Regions from separate parts of the Mus musculus genome. Here all the other regions are linked to region 3. A link is a contact called in public ChIA-PET, HiChIP or PLAC-seq and promoter capture Hi-C data. All regions are on one chromosome and are shown on one strand. Each heading gives the region's core, a stretch centred on a gene start, on an enhancer-like site or on the middle of the called end of the contact. The rest is flanking DNA. Distances are from core to core; before and after follow the strand shown.

Region 1 (2,700 bases), core at 156-2,655, 760 kb after region 3:
ATCTTTTGGGGAAAATATTTTCCACACATATGACAAATGAACATCTTTAAGCATGAAACCCAAACAACCATCCCAACTTCCCAGCCTTGAAAGTGAGCAAATAGAAAGTCAGGCAAAGATAAATTCTCAGTAGTCATAGCATAAACTGGTTTAAAAAAAAAATCACACAAAACAAACAAGTCAGGAAACCAGCAACCCAAGAAGCAAAAATTGAAGCAAACAGTCATTTTAATTAAATTTGGGAAAATAGCCCATGTTGTCAAGGAAATGGAAAAAAATGGTCATTTCTCAGGGATAACTGATGAATCTTGTCTTTGACCATCTGTTTCTACCTCCAAAAGTTTGAACCTGGACATGGGTAATGAGACATTAATCTATAAGGACATAGGAAAAATATGTAATCGATTTGCATATTTATACAGCCATTAAACTATATATATATATATATATATATATATATATATATATATATGTTTTAATATAATATATAAGAGAACAACGAAATGGGAGAAAACTTACAATATCTTAAGTGAAGAGCCAGCATGTACAGTTGCAAGGGATAACCCAGGCTTCCCCAATATAAAATACTATTCAGAACACTCGAGTATGTCAAACACCGAATGTAATTGGCTTTAGGAGGCTAATATATGAGAGGGCTAGATGGCCCTTGGGAGAGATTTTAAAAGTGTTTTTTTTTAAAATAATTGTACAATTCAAAGCTTGTCTCTGTTGAAAGCATGAAAGGACACGAAATTGCACTGGTCTGGAAGTTCCAAGATGGGGTTCTTTTGGAAAGCCAAGGCCACCTGCTAGTGGGTGGTGAGTCATGGCCACAGGCTTGCACCTGCCTCCGCAGACGCCACACTGGCTGCTGTGCGTTTCCAAGGGTAAACGACCCATTTGTGCCAACAGCCACCTGGGCCCGGCCTGCATCTCTAGAGCTTAGGCCACTCCGGATCTTAGTTGTGGGAATAGAGGGCCTTGCAGAATTCACAGTTGCGGGCCATTCATTCTTCATCCAGATGCGCTCTGTTGCCGTGGTGCTGTGTTCCAGCCCTAAGCTAGAGCGGACTGGGCAAAGCCCCAGGCTCGACGCCAGGAGAACCGTTGGTGCCCTGTCTAGTTCTCTCTGGCTCTGAGTTTTGAAAAAGACAGTAAGGGTGGACCAAACACAGTGACCACAGCCTGGCCACAAGGTGGCCCAGGGGCGAGCATCCTTTTCTGGGCAGAGGGTTAGGAAACTGAAGCTCGGGCCGGTGGCCAAACCGGAGCTGGTGGCTGCCATGGCGATGGAGCCGGGGGCCCTCCCTGGCCTTGTGCCGGAGCGGCAGTGCAGCGGGGTGACCTGGCCCGCCCCGCCCCCAGGCCGCGGCCGCCTAGCCGAGACTGACCCTCCGCAGCTCCTGTAGTCACGTGGAGCTGGGAACCCAGCGCGTGGGGGGAGGTTGGGGACGGGCCTGGCAGTTGTGAACTCGAACCTGCCGCTGTCGCCGCTGCGGGGCGGGGAACCGGCCGCAGAGGCCGGCCTGGTGCTCTATGGATGGGCGCTGCGTCCCTGGAGGGCACGCGGGAGAGGTATGGGTCGAGTAAGGGCGCAGGGGCCACCGAGGGCGTGCGAGGGCAGCTCCACCTGTGGGGCGCGTGACCGTGAGTGTGTGCGGCTGTGGGGTTCGCGCGCGCGCGCGGAATATGAAAGGGGGGGGGGAGTGTTGAGGCGCGGGGCGAGCGCACCTGCGCACAGGCTCCGCGGGCTGCGCTGTGCGTGGGACCCGAGATGGCCCACTGGCTGGTCCGAACCGGTCCAGCGAGCCAGCAAATGTGGACGGAGGACACGCATCTATACAAAGGGGGAGTGTGTGGGCCTGCTGCCACCCGGGGCTGCCCTAGATGACCAAGGAAATTCTGGAGAGTCCTGGGCACTCTGGCGCTCCCTGCGTAGACCCTCGGGAGACAGGCCTGGAATTTATGTTGCGCGGAGAGTGGGGGAAGGGGAGGCAATAGGGATTCCAGAGTTACTGCCTAGGCAGCCCTTTGGCCACTGAGAAAGAGCCTTGCAACAGATGGAGGAGGCTATTCTTCTGGGGCCCTACCAGGCTAGGAGGTGGCCTCCAAAGGCAGCACTGTGCTTCCTCAGTAAAGGGTCATGCTCATGCTTTATTTAGTTCAGTGTCCGCTAGGTCATTCGACCAGGCTGGGTATGGAGTTCAAGGCTGAACTCTGTAGCCTTGAATCTGGGAGAGACTGGGTGATGACACAAACCTGCCCTGGCTTAGCGCAGAGCCTCACACTCGTTCTTTTCTCTCCCTTCCCCAGGTAAGGCTGACCTCTCAGCAGTTAGAGGTCTGAGCTCTGCCATGGGGATAGGGATGTCTTTATTGCTACAGTTTTCTCTGTCATCCGGGGGCTACCGAAGTGTGGGCCGAAGCAGCCGAAGTCTCCCCAGGAACATCCCCAGAAGGAGCTGGAAAAAGCCTCACCCCCAGCTCTTCAGTCTTCAGGGTAGAGTTTGGCCTTTCTTGTGCCCTCAAACCAACCCATAACTCCAGCGCTCATGTCTCCTATACTTGCAGGACAGGGATGTACTGGGGAAGGAATCCATTCTCCTATCATGGAGTCTTCCCTGGGTTCAGGCGGGGGTGGGAGTTGGGGGTTGGTGGGGTTGAGTCATGTCTGTAGTCCCCCAAAAGAGAGCAGGCTGTA
Region 2 (2,700 bases), core at 90-2,589, 910 kb after region 3:
ACCATCACTCGGAATTCTCTTTTCCTTTCTTTCTTAAAAATAATAAAAAAAATAATGATGATGATGATAATAATGAAACCCAAACCTCTTAGGACCTTTTGTTCTCCCTCTTTGCCTTTGCCTTGAGATGTACATCTTTAAAAAAAAAACAAAAAACAAACAAAAAAAAACAAACAAACAAAACAAAACAAAAACAAAAACAAAAAACTGTTTTGAGTTGAAGAGTGGGAGGATCTTGTGCTCACAGCAGCCTCTCTTTGAATTGCAAACATCCAGAACCTCCCTAGCACCCTGGGAATGTAGGGATCTAGCTTCAGCTGAAGCCTGACTGCAGGGCCCTCTCGGTTGCAGACCTTCCTCTTGCCCTAAGGACATAACAAGCTCTAGCAACTAGCAGGCACAGCTGGTCGCTACTGAGTTTAAGATAAAGGACAGAGACACTAATAAAGGATGCTGCTACATCTTCTTGAGGCTAAGGCTTTTTATTAGACTGACTCACACAGTGGCTTAGGCTGGCTTCTAACTCAAGGCAATCCTGCTGCAATCCCCTGACAAACTAGGATAAGAATAAGCCACCATGCTTAACTTCAGTTATGTCTTCTCTTAAAAATACAAGCAGAGGGCTTTATCTACCTAGCTTTAAACTAACTGTCCTTCCCTCCTTTCATCTCTCTTCCTTCCTCCCCCCCCCCCCCCACTTTCTGTGCAGTCTCTTAGAATGTCACCTCCCTAGACCCCTTGAAACCCTAGTGTTCACAACAGAGAGCCAAGTATACTTTCCTGACAATAGAAAGCATCATGGGGGAATTCTCTGAGATGAGAATCACCTTGCATAAGCCAGCACTGTGTATTATGTTCAAGGCTTAAACTTAACAGGTACAAAGGTAAAGAAATACTTCACCCTGCCCATCTGGACATTCCATAGGCGAGAAACTGTACAATGACCACCTATGGCTGTGTCAACAAATAGCAAAGAAGGGGTAGCCAGTACCGGGTCTCCTGTCTGAGCTTAGCTGCTCTTTGAGAGGGGGCAGTCCGGGTTCTCCGGGGCCAGTGCTGCTTTTCTGTCCCTCTTTAGGAGTTCTGAATGCAGAGCCTGTGACATGAGACCCCAGGAGCTTGGGGAAGTGCAGATGCTCAGCTTGGGTGCTGATGGGGAACCTGGGACGCAGCACTTTCCAGCCACACATGGGCTTTCTTGAAAAGGGTGGCTGTCTTCCACTTCTCAGGCTCCGAGAACTGTGCCCTCAACACCCCCTGAAGGGGAAATGAGTAGGGCCGGGAGGCTTTCCACAGGAAGTGGTCATTGACTAAAGCAGTTTCACTGTGTTCTGGCAAATGTTCAAGGCCTTTCCACCTACCCGAGGGGATATAGTCTGCAGGGCAGTGTGTATTCCGTCACCATGGGCTTTCTTTTCCTGCCTTCGGACTCTGGATTCATGGCTCTGCATGTAGCTGTTCTGTGAGAGCACTGCTCAGCAGGCACAGGCCCACCGCATACCTGTAAGGGTAAAGAGGAACCCGCCAGGGCGCTGACAGCCGCTTGGGAGCCAGGGAGCCGCTGTGCACTCGGGTGAGCTTGGTGTGTTGGGTTTCCTGGACAGTGAAAGAGCAGTGAATTGAGGGTCGGCGACAGCATAGAGTGGGACAGAGCCCTGAAATTTCCATGCCATCATCCCTAGGCCCTAGGCTTTCCATCTCACCATCTGCGCCTTTCTGAAACCCTCAGTTAACAAAGGTGATGGTTTTTTGATGGAGGAGTAATTAAAGTCCGAGCCACAGGCTTTCCCAAGCTCCCCCAGCAGGTGGAGCACATTTCTTCATTTTATCCCAGACTCCCCAAAGCCTACTAGGCCAGATAGACCTCATCTGAAGGAGGGCAGGATGAGTTCTTAAGGCTCTACAAGCCAGAGTGAAACCTCTATGTTCCTTCCTATATGGTCTAGCCCTTCCCTGAAAGACAGGTCAGTGAATTCTACCTTAGAATCTTGTCTGAAAACCACCCCATTCTTCATGGCCAGGTATCCCACACCTTCCCTTAACATACCCCAAGAAGCTGTGGTATGTTAACAGTATTATGTTTTAGATGTGTATGAACACCCTCGTTGTCAGCTGAACTTTACAGTAGAGGGTACTATTTCCAGGACTCTTGCCTACTAACCTGCCCTGTGACTCTTAGTACCTGGACATAAAGGAACAGGGGAGGGGCAGATGGGTGGAGCAGATGCGAGTGAAAATGTTTGTTTTGGTTTTAGTTGTGTGAGGAAATACACTGGTGCCACTGGAGACTTGTGGAGATCAGAGGACAGCTTTCTGAAGTCATTTCTACCCTTCTGCTTGGTGGAAACGGCTTCTCTCTTGTTTCTGCCACACCCTGGGCTAGCTGGCCTGACAGCCTCTGGCTGATTCTCCTATCTCCACAGGCTGCCTCACTGTGTATAGTGCTGGGATTACAGAAGCAGGCTCTGGTGCTCAGAGTCAAGTCTCCAAGCTTGTGCATCAGGCGCTTTGCCCTAGGCGTCCTTGTTGCCTGCCGGTACTTAACAAGGAAGACAAGAAAGACTCTCTCAACTTCCTGACTGAACTGTGTCCTCATTGCTTGGTAAAATAAATTGTCCTGATAAGCTGGCTTGGCTGTTTTCAGACGAGAATGAACATTTGGGTTTGTGCTTCTGCCTTCTCCTTGAGTAATGCCTTCCT
Region 3 (2,700 bases), core at 169-2,668:
GAACTTGCTTTGGAGTCCAGGCTGGCCTTAAACTTACAGAAAGTTTCCTGTTTCTGCTTCCTAGTGCATGGATTAAAAGCAAGTACCATCATATCAGGCTTTATTCTTGCTTTCTAAGGCCTTTTTTTGTTTTGTTTTGTTTTGTTTTGTTTTGTTTTGTTTTTTGTTTTTTGTTTTTGTTTTTGAGACAGGGTTTCTCTGTGTAGCCCTGGCTTTCCTGGAACTCACTCTGTAGACCAAGCTGGCTTCAAACTTATACAGATTCACCTGCCTCTGCCTCCCAAGTGCTGGGACTGAAGATGGGCATCACCACTGCCAGGCCGAAGGCCACATTTAAAAATTATGTCTTTTAATAATAAAATCACTAATTATTTTCCTGAGGTCAATTATTTCTCTCTATCTCTGTCTCTCTCTTTCTTTCTCCTCCTCTTCTTTCTTCTTTTTCTAGTTCATTCCATTATAGTGATGTTCTAGTTTAGAGAACGGTAGTTTTAACTCCCAACTATGCACCATCTGACCACAGTTCATGCTCAAGTAGACTCAAAGTATACACAAGATATTGCTTTGTATGTACACTATAAAGACTCACAGTACACTCAAGTGGTAGTGGCCCAGCAGGAAGATCCCTATACTGTGGGGGCACTATAGACAGTCTACTGTTGAGGGCATTGAATGGATTCATTTCATTTACTGAGATAAATGTCTGAGAAGACTTTGGTTCATACATGTTTGAAAAAAGAGAAATACTGGAAAGTTATGGCTGTGTGATTATCTTTCTGCCACACAAGCTGTTAAACACACAACTCTGTCTTTTGTTGGTCCTTAGTCCAGATCCAGCAAATCTAACCACAAGCTTTATTTCTGTTGGCTCAAGTAGTCCACTTGTCGGTGCTGGTGAGTGAGCTCGGCAGAGGATCTGGGTTTGGCTCACAACTGTGTGTGTAGCTCCAGTTCCAGGTTATCCTGCATCCTATTCCGGCCTCCATAGGCAGTAGACATCCAAGTGTAGAGAAACATTTATACATATAAAATTAAAAGAAACAAATCTTTATAAAAATTCTACTTCTCATCCAAGCCCAAGTGAGACAATAATCAAAATAATCAGAATCTCTGGTGCCAATACAAGTCATATTTGTAATTTCTACGAACGATATAACTCCATCATTCCCACCTAGCTCACTCTGGTAGCCGATTACACTATCGTCCAGCCTGGACACCGCTCCCTGGCTCTTAAACTATGTAGCATCTGCTGGGTCTTCTCAGATGGATGGGAAACCCGAGTAGGTTGGATCTGCGTTCACCAAAACTCTTTTCTCAGAAGCTGACCTCTGGGAAGGCGCTCCGGATGCGGGGGCCGCCAGGGGGCGCGCTGTCCCGGGAGGACCGACCGGAGGGGGGCGCGTCTAGGCCGGCAGAGCGCCTGCAGTACTCGCTGCCCACAAAGCGCCAGCTGAGGGGCGGCTGCAGCCGGTGCGGCGTAGGCTGCTCGCTACTCAGCTCCTCTGCGTCCCAGCGCCCCCGGAAGCCCGATTGCCGCGCGAGTCCTGTCAGAGCGAGCAACGCGAGACCGCTTCTCGCCGTCTGCCGAGAGCACTGAGCAGCCGGGCCTGCGTGTGGTGGCGACTCCCGGGACAGGACCGGGCAGCGGAGGGCCATGGCTGAGGCGACCGCCGCTCCGGTAAGGGCGCTGATGGACGGGCGTCTCTGTCACCCGGGCCTCGGGGGAGGCGAGGGAGCTGGGGACGGCAGCGGGCCTTGTGGCCCGCGTGGGTCTGCGGCTGTCGTTTGCCCCGCAAGGCCACCGCGGACCGCAGCGCCGGGCGACGCCGCGGGACCAGGGTCTGCAGTTTCTAACCTACACGCGCCGCGGTGCTCCGCGTCAGCCCGCGGAACGGGGAAGTGGGCTCGAGGTGTTTTTGCAATCCACCAGCCATTCTGTACAGCCGCGAGAGCTGTCGTTGCTAGGTGCGGCAGGACAGTCACCTGCGTGGCGGGGAAGGTAAAAGCCAAGGTGTGTCCTTATGGACTGCGTGAGGACAGACAGCCTCGCGCGCCCGGGAGGGCAGGCTGTGGCGCCGCGGGGACCTTGGAAGGCCGACCGAGCGCAGGCTTAGCCAGTAGTGCAGTCGTGCGTGTGCTTGTTTGCTGCAGGCCTGCAGTGGGCCCAGCCGTGCATGCACCAGAGATGCCAGGGCTACCAGGACAACCCGCACAGTCCCTGCACACAGCCATTAAGGAAGAGGGGATGGTCGTTTAACAGAACGTTCTGATTGGAAAGTATTGCTTTTGTTTGCCACCTAAGAAGGCTTTGGTCAGCTCAAAGAGACTTTTTAAATAAGTCAGAAGTCAGGCAGGTCTGCAGAGGAGTAGATAGGAAGTAAAAAAGAAAGAAGAAACCAGGGGAGCAGCGGGGAGGGGCGGGGAATGGAGTAGAGGGGAATACCCTTCAAGTTTAATTTTCCCCCAACCCTTAAAAAAGATAGTAGAGCCCATGGTGTATGCTATAGGTATATGCCATGCTGAAAACTGTCACATACTTTTAGTTCTCTAGTAGTCATGTTTAGGAGGTTAAACCATGATGGTAACATGGTGGCTCACAGAGGAGTTTAAAATAGGAGAATCAGAAATTTTAGTATATGCTTGGCCAAATAGCCAGAGTGTGTGTCTTTAAAAAAAGAAAGAAAGAAAAGAAAAAAGTAA
Region 4 (2,700 bases), core at 155-2,654, 840 kb after region 3:
AAAAAAGAACAAGGGAGGAAACACCTAATTTGCATATGCAGACTTGACTGAAGTCAGGCAAATGTTAAGCCAGTTCTCTGGCAGGGAATCAGAAGCTTAACTGATTCTTAACTTAAAAAGTTGAGTAGGCCCATGCCTGATTTGGGTAGGGAGCAGCCACCCTCCTGCCCAGCTCTCTGAGAGAAGTCCAGGGTATGGGCAATGCTCTACCTACCATCTCTTGTCTGCCTTGGGAACCAACAATCTTGAGACAACTCCAACTGTTGAGGTATCTAGCTTCAAGGACTGAGTAATTACCAGGTTCTCAGCTTTCAGTTCAAGGTCATCCTCCACACACTGTGAGTTCAACTGTAGGTTGGGCTACCTGAGACTGTAATTGTTAGCATTCTGTCTAAACTCCACCCCACAATTCCCTGACAACAGCCAGGTAGGCCTCACCCACTATAAAAGGGGCTGCTTGCCCCCTTCTCCCGCTCTTGCTCTTCTCTTCTTGCTATCTGCTCCCTTGTCCCTTCCCCATTCCATCCCCTCGCCCCTGCCCCGCTCTCTCCACATGCCCATGGCTGGCCTTTACTTCTGTACTCTCTAACCCCTCTGCGTTTCTCTGCTTCTTCTACCCTCTTGACTTCCCTCCCCATGCCCTGAATAAACTCTATTCTATATTATACCGTCGTGTGGCTGGTCCCTCAGGAACAAGTGATGCCTTGGAATGGGACTGCTGGGACAACTCCTCCCATACCTCACTACACCTTCCATAGAGCATATCCCTCCTTCTCTCGTTATCTTTTTATAAACACATCAGTAATCTAAAAAAAAAAAAAAAAAAAAAAAACCAAACAATAATAATAAAAAAATATTTAGAAACGTTTGGCATTATAATAGACATACAGAGAAAAGGCTTCAACTTGACAGAGCTGAAGCACCTATTAAATTACAAGAAAATATTTCTGTTTCTTTAAAAGCAAATGGTTTCTTCATTGGCTCCTGTTGTAAGCCGGCCCGCGGCCTACATGAACGGGGTGCACCTGGGAGGCAGGCTGGGGCTGAAAGAGACTTAGACTGTGAGAAAAGATAATGAAGCCAAGACAAAAATTTCTCTGATCAGGCCCGCGAGTTGAGTTTACTAAGAGAGTGTGCTTATAAGGGGGAAGGCCCATCCCCACTGCCAGTTCATTCTCCGTGCCTGGAGCCATTCTGTCAGCACGCGGTCGCCAGGAATGTCTCAGGAAGACAGGTTCAGCCTCTGAGCAGGTAGCAGAAGAGCAGGGCAGTTGTCTCTTCAAAAGGAGCCAGCCTAGTCAGAAAGTTGCACCGCAGGTGGCCCCACCTCCGAGGCAACAAGGTCTGTACCCGCCCGCTTCAGGCTGGGGGGGGGGGGGGGGGAAGCTACAATTGGCTCCACCCATAGAACTTCCTGTCAGGGAATGAGGGAAGTTTTACTTCATAGTTCAGTAGAAAACTTGAACCAGGTCAAATTGGTTCCTTGGAGAGATCCTGAACTCTCATTAACTGTTGCAGAAGAAGGTGAGTCTGGCTGGAAGAGACCTGGAGCGAGGGAGCTGTGAGAGGGAGGGCGAATGGAGCATCTATGGGGGTGGAAGTATTGTGTCTGCACAGGGAGGAAGCTGCTGGGGGGAGGGGTGGAGGCTAAGAGATATAAGGAGATGAACTGATGCGTTGCAGTGTGTCTGTGGGGAAGGTCACAGAGGGCCTGGTGCCCTTTATAGAAAGTTCTGTGTCCCCCAAGGCAGGTTCGTTAGAGTTGGGAGAGAACTCAGATCATGTTTAATTCATTTTTTCTTACCTCAATGTGCTGACTCCTCTTAATTGTACAACAGACAGATTTGCATGTGTGGCTGTGTGACCCTTGGCTTGACGGAGGGCTGCTGAAGCCACAGTGTAGTCTAGGGGCTCCGAGTCTTGTTTTGCATCTTGTCTGTTGCTTTCTCTTTATTATGTCTCTGTAGTACACTCTGAGGTGAAGTGGTGACACTTCTGCCAGTTCTTTTGTTATGCAGGATTGTTTTAACTGTCTTGGGGGTTTTGTTTCATGTTTATTAACATGATAAGTGAGCATATTTCTGGCTTCAGTGTGATATTTAACTGTAATAATTAACATATTAACTGTGTACCAGTCAAAGCAGGGGAGATGAACAATTCCTCTCTCTCCCTCTCTCTCTCTCTCCCTCCCTCCCTTCCTCCCCCCTCCCCCCTCCCCCTCCCCCTCTCTCTTTGGTCTGAGATAGGGGTTCTCTGTATAGCCTTGCCTGTCCTGAAACTCACTCTATAGACCAGGCTGGCCTTGAACTCACTGAGATCCTACCTGCCCCTGCCTTCCTTACACTTTCTTTATGTTTGAGTCCTTGAATGCCTCTCCTAGGTCGTCATAAAATATATAGTAAGCTGTTGACCTCTATAGTCATCCTGGGCTTTCAGGTATTTGGCACAGTAACGATTTGGGCGCACTCATTTCCCAGACCTGGCATTGGGCATGAGCCAGGAACATCTGTTCCAATATTGGCATGAAGGCGGTAGCAGGACTAGAGACAGCCTGTCCATGCCATCAGGAACAGCCTAAATGATATCCAGATCATCAGCCTTTTAAAACTATAGAACACTGCAAAATTTCAGGAGAAAAGGAAAAAAAGAAAGGATCGGGAGTGCTTTCCATTTGTCTAATAGGTAATTTTCCTCTCTTCT
Region 5 (2,700 bases), core at 15-2,514, 610 kb after region 3:
CTCCCTCCCGCTGCTCTCCTTCCCCCCTCAGCGGCCCCCGCCTCCCTTCCCCCTCTGCCTACCCTGCAAGCTCCGGCTCCGCTTCTCTCCCCTCCCGGTCCCCAGCCTTGTTCTTCCCCTCCCCCTCCTAGTCCGCTCCCTAGCTTCCAGGTCTCACGCCCCCCATCTTGGGGGGGGGAATCCAAGCTAACCCCACATTCTCTGGACCTACTCCCTCGTTCTGCCCCTCCCCATACCCCTTTCTTCCCAACACACCTCCCTCTCAGCAGCCCCCTTGCCCATTTCTGCTCCCCACTGACTTCACGCCCTCTCCGGAGTTTTCCTTCTGACTAGACTCCCCCCAATCCCCGCCCCTGTTAGAGCTCCGGAGTCACTCCGGGTCCCGGCCCCCTGCCCTGCTCTAGGCTCACCTGTCAGCGTCCTTCGCTCCCGACCAGCCCCATCCCTGAGCCCGTTTCCTGCCCTTTCGCACTGGACCCTTCCTCTATCCCGAGGAACCCTACTCCCGCTCCTGGGGATCCTCCCCGCAGGCCCCTCCCGCCCTCTTCCCACCTGCTCCCACCGGGCCTCCCCGAGTCCTTGCCCTCCCCTCCAGTTTCCTAGTCTCCCCATCTGCGCCAGGACCCTCCCTCCTGACTCCCTTCCCTCCTGGTCTGACCCCCCCCCTCCCCCACACTCGCGTCTGCGCGCCCCTTCCCTCGGGGTTGTCACCTGCCGTGGGTCGGCAGGGCTTGTAAAGCTCCGTTTGGGTGGCGGGGGAGACGCCTGCCCGGGAGTCTCGGGTGTCCTTACCTGGCGGGCTCCTGCGGCTACGTGCCGCGGCCCGCTTCGGGGACCCAGGCGCTCGGGCCTCCGGTCCCGGGCGGCCGTTTGCACAATGGCGCCGGCTGCCTGCAGCTTGGGTGCGGGCTGCCCGAAAGACTCCGGGACTGACAGCCCTGAAACTTCGCGGGGAGGGGAAGGAAAGACGCGGAGGGAGAGGGTGTGGGGCAGCGTTGCGGGTGATCGGGGGGAGGAACCCGGGAAGCGGGAACACTGCTCCGGGGCACAGGCTAAAGCGGAGGGTCTTCGAGAGACCTGCCGCGGGAGGGTGCACTAATGGGCTTGGGTGCAGGTGACGGTCTGAGGGCAAGATGCCCGGAGTGTGGAGATGGAAAGTGGGAGCTTAGGACCGAGGAAGGGCAGAGGGGAGAGGAAGGAGAAGAAGAGGCTAGAAGGAAGGGCACTCGGGCTAGAAGGGAGGGTGCTCACAGCCTAGGAGGGAGGAGCTGGAGAAAGGTGGAGCGCGGAACGGGGTGGTGGTGGTAGTAGTGAAGAGTTGGGGGGAGTAGGGAGAGGAGGGGGCGTGTTTGGGGAGGAGAGCAATGTGTGTATGGCTGTCTTTAAAATCGCCAGTGGCAGCCGAGTAAGTGGTAGCGCCGCGGTCCCGCGGGAGACTGTCTGGCCAGCAGAGATTGGGAGAATCGGTCAAAAAACTCTCCACCAGGATCCACCCAGACCGGAGGACGCGATCCAAGTCTCACCGCGGAGACTGAGGATTAAGAACCAATCTAAGAGGGCAGAGAGAGGGCTCTCAAAGTAGAAAATGGGGAAAAAGGAACCAAGTCCCCGACTGAGACCGCTGGACAGGCATGGAAACTGCAGGGGGTGAGGTGGGGCGGGGCTGGGCGGGGGCGGGGGAGTGTTGTCCGTGGGTAAGAAAACCTCCTGGCGTTAGGTGTGGATCTCTCCCCAGACTTCCACCATTTCTGCTCATGGGTGCAGGTACTCCTAAGCCATCCCCCTCTGCTCTTCAGACACCCTCACCCAGCCCTGGAATTAAAATCTAGGCTGGATATTCCATGCCCTGTGATTTTTCTTCAAACTCCCATGGGCTCCCATTTCCGCCTGCCTGCCCCTGTAGGGAAAAGGGCAGATCCAAGTTACATTTCTCCCCAGTCCAAGCTTCCCTTGTCAGCCAAGTTGCAGAACAGAGCTGCTGGGAGAGAGTCTGGGAAGAGGAGGCCATTAAATGGCCCTCTTGGATAGGACACGGTCCCTGACAATGGCACCCTGACACAAGGATAGTGACACCTGTGGAATCAGGGCAGTGACCCAAGGCTAGCCTTATAAGATGGAGCAGGGATGTCCTCAACATTTACAGATAGTTAGAGTGAAATCTGGAGCAATGGAGACCGACCTGAAGGATCAGGAGGTCCTGTGACTCAAGATGCAAAAGGCTCTTTTAATAACTGGCTGCTTCACTGAGTAAAGATGGCTAGGAGCAGAGTTTGTGTCCCTCTCTGTGTGCAAGAATGGGCTTTGAGAACTGCAGTCCACGTATGTAGGATATGCAGGAACAGTGGCCAGGTGAGAATGTTAGAGAAGTTAGAAGGACACTGTGCCCAGAATAGATGCTGACCCTTCCCCAGGACTGCTCAACTCCCAGGCACCAACCCTAGATATCTGGAAGCAACTGGGGAAACTCATACTGGCCCTATTTTGGTCCCAGGCCCAATAGTAGGCCCAGAGGAAGGAACCCCCAGGCCAGGTGGGGTGCACCAGGTGGGGTGACCATGCAGGATGCCCAGTGGGACCTCATTTCATTATGAAATAGAAGGATTCAGAGTTTCCGGTCCAGCCGCATTCCAGCCCAGTGGCCTTGGAGGCCTACTGGTGACCAGGATGTAACCAGGATTTGCCTGTGGAGCCTGCAGCTGC

Evidence for each region. Promoter capture Hi-C pulls out the DNA fragments that hold promoters and counts their contacts. ChIA-PET counts read pairs in DNA pulled down with a chosen protein or histone mark. HiChIP or PLAC-seq counts read pairs in DNA pulled down with a chosen protein or histone mark.
Region 1: a contact with region 3 is called in a promoter capture Hi-C map of liver, with 2.5 times the contacts expected there. The contact joins the promoter of Repin1 here to the promoter of Zfp398 in region 3. A contact is called at or near these places in 5 of 39 promoter capture datasets (cranial neural crest, hippocampal neurons, liver and 2 more).
Region 2: an RNA polymerase II ChIA-PET map of memory CD8 T cells shows a contact between it and region 3, with 7 read pairs. The contact joins the promoter of Gimap5 here to the promoter of Zfp398 in region 3. A contact is called at or near these places in 3 of 39 promoter capture datasets (liver and pre-B cells) and 1 of 115 datasets of contacts at active chromatin or transcription factors (memory CD8 T cells).
Region 4: an H3K4me3 HiChIP or PLAC-seq map of pro-B cells shows a contact between it and region 3, with 4 times the contacts expected there. The contact joins the promoter of Gimap9 here to the promoter of Zfp398 in region 3. A contact is called at or near these places in 2 of 115 datasets of contacts at active chromatin or transcription factors (memory CD8 T cells and pro-B cells).
Region 5: a promoter capture Hi-C map of liver shows a contact between it and region 3. The contact joins the promoter of Zfp467 here to the promoter of Zfp398 in region 3. A contact is called at or near these places in 3 of 39 promoter capture datasets (cranial neural crest, embryonic stem cells and liver).

What each region holds. Positions count from the first base shown.
Region 1 is chr6:48,592,478-48,595,177 of GRCm38.p6, forward strand. It overlaps Repin1 (replication initiator 1), which reads left to right and starts at 1,406. Exons shown (of 3, transcript NM_001079901.1): 1 at 1,406-1,575; 2 at 2,314-2,499. The coding sequence starts at 2,355.
Region 2 is chr6:48,744,858-48,747,557 of GRCm38.p6, forward strand. It overlaps Gimap5 (GTPase, IMAP family member 5), which reads left to right and starts at 1,340. Exons shown (of 3, transcript NM_175035.5): 1 at 1,340-1,573.
Region 3 is chr6:47,834,243-47,836,942 of GRCm38.p6, forward strand. Zfp398 (zinc finger protein 398) reads left to right here and starts at 1,419. Exons shown (of 6, transcript NM_027477.3): 1 at 1,419-1,678. The coding sequence starts at 1,655. It also overlaps a transcript of Zfp786 not described here.
Region 4 is chr6:48,674,731-48,677,430 of GRCm38.p6, forward strand. Gimap9 (GTPase, IMAP family member 9) reads left to right here and starts at 1,405. Exons shown (of 2, transcript NM_174960.2): 1 at 1,405-1,524. Gm46958 (a long non-coding RNA gene) reads right to left here and starts at 2,079. Exons shown (of 2, transcript XR_001785233.2): 1 at 1,805-2,079; 2 at 1,102-1,294.
Region 5 is chr6:48,444,561-48,447,260 of GRCm38.p6, forward strand. It overlaps Zfp467 (zinc finger protein 467), which reads right to left and starts at 1,265. Exons shown (of 5, transcript NM_020589.2): 1 at 793-1,265. It also overlaps a transcript of Sspo not described here.